2 separate regions of the Drosophila melanogaster genome follow, and region 1 is linked to region 2. The links are chromatin contacts, called in public Hi-C maps. All regions are on one chromosome and are shown on one strand. Each heading gives the region's core, a stretch centred on a gene start, on an enhancer-like site or on the middle of the called end of the contact. The rest is flanking DNA. Distances are from core to core; before and after follow the strand shown.

What was found. Hi-C and Micro-C count contacts between places; a contact is called where the count stands out from the background.
Region 1: a Hi-C map of the Kc167 cell line shows a contact between it and region 2, with 2.5 times the contacts expected there. The contact joins the enhancer-like site here to the promoter of CG31075 in region 2. A contact is called at or near these places in 1 of 1 datasets of contacts at CTCF or cohesin (the Kc167 cell line), 14 of 107 Hi-C or Micro-C datasets (the Clone 8 cell line, the Kc167 cell line, the OSC cell line and 4 more) and 3 of 6 datasets of contacts at active chromatin or transcription factors (the Kc167 cell line and the S2 cell line).

Annotation. Positions count from the first base shown.
Region 1 is chr3R:27,054,932-27,057,664 of dm6, forward strand. RYa-R (RYamide receptor) reads left to right here. Exons shown (of 8, transcript NM_079801.4): 5 at 1,773-1,841; 6 at 1,898-2,120; 7 at 2,452-2,543; 8 at 2,721-2,733. Among named protein-coding and RNA genes, the nearest start is that of CG34292, 5.9 kb to the right of the region's middle. Within about 2 kb of position 1,445, at least 21 of the 39 cell types and tissues checked have an H3K27ac peak or open chromatin away from gene starts, as enhancers often do. A contact at or near this core is called in the Kc167 cell line, the S2 cell line and wing imaginal disc, where this site is marked.
Region 2 is chr3R:26,987,095-26,989,867 of dm6, forward strand. It overlaps CG31075, which reads right to left and starts at 1,423. Exons shown (of 5, transcript NM_170304.2): 1 at 1,314-1,423; 2 at 140-244; 3 at 1-68. The coding sequence starts at 1,349. It overlaps CG31076, which reads right to left and starts at 2,758. Exons shown (of 4, transcript NM_170305.2): 1 at 2,663-2,758; 2 at 2,358-2,594; 3 at 2,131-2,279; 4 at 1,941-2,073. The coding sequence starts at 2,692. The coding sequence ends at 1,941.

The DNA of each region.
Region 1 (2,733 bases), core at 195-2,694, 68 kb after region 2:
TAAAGATGAAACTGGAGCCGCGGGCGCTGAAAATATAGCCGGCACATATGACATATGGCAGGAGAGTCAGCACTTCAGTCGGCCAAGGCATAAAGACTTCTCCAGACGCCAGATGATGTTGCAGTTTCCGCCCACAGTCGAAGAGTGCCCTAGAAGAAAATCAACTTTTAAATCATAATTTTTAAAGAAATAATCACATTTAAAAAAAAAAACACTTTTTCTTCCTGTGTGGGGTTAGGGAAAGTTGATGCCAGAGTTCATTCGTCTGCAGACACATGTTGGGGCCAAAGGTCACAGCTGGAGGAGACGCGTGTCCAGGCGTCAAGGGAAAAAAACAGCATGAACATATTTGTATAAACATTCATTACGAGCTTGCTTGGGCGCACTGTGTTTGCTCCTCGTCTTGCTGCTTTGACGTCCAACAACGCGGCGTATACTTAATGTTGACATTGTTAACACTACCCGGCTGGATGGTCGACTAACGAGCCATTAAAGCGAATCAAATGGCCGCGTTGAGCACTCGTTAAGTTTGCCCAGCTAAGCTGTAGACTGGAACGGGAAACTGCATCTGAAATGGGAGAATCGCCCGACAACAAAGGCGGCCAATAAAACGACTTGGCGGGTTCATAAAATGCAACTACCAGCTGGCCCAGCGGAAAACTGCCTCCAAATGCACCCATCTGACATCAGAAAATTGTCGGAGACCGAGATTCGCATCCCCAACGAATCTGGAGTCCGTTCATAATCCCCTGCGATTGAGCAAGATTCAAGATTGTAGTCGCATTACCCGCCGATTATGCCATAATATTTGCATGCAAATATGATTCTATTTATATCCTTGCAAGTCTGCCTTTTAAGAACTCATCTTTGACTTTGCATTTGATTCGTCTATTGCCCTTTGCATCAACAAAACTTTATTATACATTCAAATAAAAAAAATTTAAAAAGTACATATTTCAGTTTCTGAAATCCTTGGAAACCATTTTCGCATAATTAGCTAAAACATTTTATGTTATGAGGCTTCGAAATAACTTTTCTGCAATCTAAGAAAACAATTTTTTTTTAGTGTAAGAGATTTTAGATGTGCAAACTGAATGTATCATGCCTTTGTTTCAGGCCGTTAAACTTTATGTCTAGTTTTTTATTCAGGTGGTCACGTTAAAGAGACGTGGCCACTGAGTTCATCGTTAAAGTAAACTAAGCCACCATATTCGCAATTCAGGTCGATTGTATTTGCTTGCAGAAAAACAATCCAAACTCCTCTGAATTGGGCAACTTTTATAGTATATGTGATTAAAGCCCCGTGACTTACCTAAATAAATGATTTAGGATATCCTTGATATATGGGCTTTTTTTCCGTTCACGGAGGTAGAGTTTTATATGTAACTTGCGTGTCAAATAGAAAAGTAAAATTGATGACCTTTCTGTAGAGAATGAGGAAAGTTTTCGCAGCCTAAGAGTAGGCTACACAAATGTCACATTTGCTTGCCAGGCTCAAAGGGAATCATATTTCCTAAACCTCATGATGTTACGATGAAAATAAGTTGCAATAGGCCATAAGGGCGAGTCATTGCCCTATATAAATAAACTTGAACTGGGTGGTTTTATGTTTTATGGTGGGAATCGCAAACAACAGATTTTACGGCTCAACAGTCTGGAAAACGAAGGTCAAGGTCGTTGTGTCATAAAAAAATTCGCGGAATAAATTCGCGAGTCCTATGAATAGACTCTGACTTTTAGTGTTCTTGAATTAACCTCCTCACCACTTTCAGATGGTCAAAATGATGCTGACGGTTGTGATTGTGTTCACCTGCTGTTGGCTGCCCTTCAATATTTTGCAGGTGGGTTCTTCGTTGCCGGTGAATAATCAACAATTAACTCGAATTATATTCTATAGCTTTTACTGAACGACGAGGAGTTCGCCCACTGGGATCCTCTGCCGTATGTGTGGTTCGCGTTTCACTGGCTGGCCATGTCGCACTGCTGCTACAATCCGATCATCTACTGCTACATGAACGCCCGTTTCAGGAGCGGATTCGTCCAGCTGATGCACCGTATGCCCGGCCTGCGTCGCTGGTGCTGCCTGCGGAGCGTCGGTGATCGCATGAACGCAACTTCCGGTGAGATGACTACGAAGTACCATCGCCATGTCGGCGATGCCCTATTCCGGAAACCCAAAATATGCATTAGGTGCAAGACCCTTCACTTAGTATCCGTTTCCGTTTTCCTATTCGTATTGTTGCGATTTTGGTTCATTTAAAGCCAGTTGATAATCATGTGGATCGTCCATAGTCCGTAGCCTTGCATGCCAATTAGGAAGCACAACAAACACGCTACCGCATGAATTGCACCAAACTGCATCTTCCCGTTCGCTAGCTTTCAATTTTAAATCATTTTCTAACAGTATCCTCTCGTTTACACGTACAACTGGCAAAAAAAACAAAAAAAAAGGAACGGGTCCAGCACTTCCTCTCAATCGAATGAACACATCCACCACCTACATCAGCGCTCGTCGAAAGCCACGAGCGACATCTTTGCGAGCGGTAAGTTCAAAACATTTTAGAAGATTACTTAAGATATATTTACAAAAATACGAAGTTGTTTAATTGAATATGGAATGTCGAAGATCTTGCCAAAGATATTTCATTTTCCTTCGGCAAACTATTAAAATATTAATACATATGTATGTTCTCCTACTCGTTACGCCTCTATTAAACTAGAACCCATTATCGT
Region 2 (2,773 bases), core at 173-2,672:
AATTTGCGCCATTCCGAGTCGCGATGGAAGGCTTTCTTGGCCGCTTTCACAGCCAGGTCGATATCAGCCTAATAAAATATTAAGAATAATCAACAGGTACATTTCACCATCGTATCTCTTTCGAGAATGCTGGACTCACCTTATCTCCCTCGGAGACTTGGACAATCTCCTTGGATGTAGCCGGATTGAAGGTGGCAAAGGTCTTGCCCGACACCGAATCAACGAACTCATTGTTGATGAAAAGCTATAAATAAATAAATCAAGTGAGTTTTGATTTAGTGGAAAGTAAATGGAACCAATGGAATCTTTTCCGCCACCTGACAGTAATTGGGTTCGCACTGGGCATAAGTATGATCAAATTTCGACCACTTTCGTGAAACAGCCAATTGGTGTGCCAGTAGTTTTTGCAATTTGTTCATCATTGTTAGCCCAGTTTGTCAGCGATTACTTATCCGCTCAAACAAGTTATCAACCCCCCCGATTGGCCCATTTCAATTTGCCGGGGACACGCGATAATGTAAACACTGTAAAGTGTAATTCTAGTCACGATTCCAAATTGTCGAGCATGTAAAAAATACAAAACTGTTGACAATAAACCAAAGCAGTTTGAGGCTGTTATCTAGTGTTGATTTAAATTATAATGGGTCGTTGGGCGATATGAAATCGTACGACCAGCGTTCTTAAACTTTCAAGATAAAGTAGTCCGCTTATTGTAATCAATTGGAAACAATAATGAATATAGAGAAGTGGGCGTTAAAAATAAGGGCATTATAAGGAGTTTTTACTTTACAGAGAAAGAATCTTTATTAAATATTCGACTAATTGATTAGTTTTCTTTTATATATAATATTTTTTCATAATTTCGCCATTGTAAATGAGCGTTCAAAGTCTTATTCGTATCAGAAAAAAGTTCATGTTGGTCCCCAACGAATGTTTTCTTATCAGCATAGCAAACATCTTAATTATTATTGCTCTATTTCTTTTTTTTTTTTTTTTTCGAATCTGTTTATTTTTTTCATCCCACATCTGTTGATAACAATTTAAGCCCTCTATCTCCGAACAAACTAATTGCTGTTTTTTTTTTAAAATAATCGTACATATGCGTAAGGAGGCCAAAATTGCAAGTATTTGTACATATGTACTTAAATTGCGACACAAACGAGTTTGATGTGTTTCACTAGGCAGCTTACTTTAAATCATTTAACTTGTAATGCAGAAAGTGGAAGTTCAATGCACCTAGCTTAAGTGCAGCGCAGTAAGAGGGATTTGCATTATTTAATAGACAGCTGCCCACACACAATATTTATACTCACTTTTGTGTACTTGGGCTTGGCGTTGGGATCGGCCATATTGAGCGATATATACACCTTCAAGAACTGGAATAGAAACCGGCTGTCTGGGAGACGTCGCGAAACTGAAACTGAAATGCTGCCAGATGCCGATTTATATAGAGCCCCGATAACTGGCTATCAGCGATTTGTTTTGCACTGCCGTTCATCAGATTCTCACTTTGCTTGTGGTCCTCCTCTGAATTATCATTTGCCGGCCGGCATATACAAGTGCCCTACAATGTGTACGGATTGTCCATCGATTCTTTAAGTTATATGGCTTAAATATGGTTATATCAGAATTTTTAGTTAAATATATTGTTTTTAATACTACATTTATTTTTACTATACTTGGTGATATTGATTTATCACAAAAAATTATTAATGACACTTGTTTGTAATTTGACCACTGTAAGCTTTTGGGAGCGGTTGATGTCTTGGCTAGATATCCAAGACACTGTCTTATACGGATTGTGTCTAGGATGTGGTCTTATACTTTAGCTTGTATAAAATGCCCAAACTTCAATTAATAGATCAATGGGTAATATAGGGAGTTTTAAAATTTACTTCATTAAATATAAATAGGTTAAATAGTCTTATTTGCTTATAATTTCAGACACTTGTCGTCTGGATAAGCTGTTTGCCATTGTAATTTTTTATGGGGAAACTTTCGTATTTGTAGGTGCGTTGAACCAGTCCATGATCCAGAAATTTCAGTTTACTCAGCGACTGTGCAATGTAGTTGCTGAAACAGATCGGCAGCTATGTATAGATAGATCAATATTGTAACAGACACACCCACCTATAGTACTCGTAGTCGTAGCGCAGGTATGTGGAGAACGGCTGCAGTTCCAAGCCATCCGGGCAGATCGGATTGCCATGGAGGCTCAAATACTGCAGATTGGGAAAGAACTTTCTGATCAGTCGCATTGTCGTCGGCAGGTCACTGAACTGGAATCGATAAGAAATTGCAATTTTCGACGTTTATTTCTAATATACAGCAATTGAACTGTGATTCTGTGGCTTCACCTCATTTTTGTTGAGCATCAGTACTTCCAATTGTGGCAGCGGGCAAGTCAGTGTCCTCAAATGAGCCTCATGCATGCGATTGCTGTCCAGCACCAAATGACGCAGCTGCTCGAAGTCCGCCAACCAAGACAGATCCTTTAGACAATTGTGACTTAGATCCAGTTGCTCTACATGATCAGCATGCTTCTTAACTAATTCCTGGGGCAGTGTTCGTAAATTCTGTTGCACCAAAATGAGCTAAACCGGTAGACAAAATAAAAGAGATACGACTTTTAATCTTGGCTAGATAAGCTTGATTTTCCTACCTGACTGTCGTTATTTTCAGGCCTTTCCATTGCTCTGAGATAAATCGTATCTGTGGTTAGCGAGATACCTCACCGGCGATCTCCTCGTGAGCAACTGAAATGAGTGCTCGA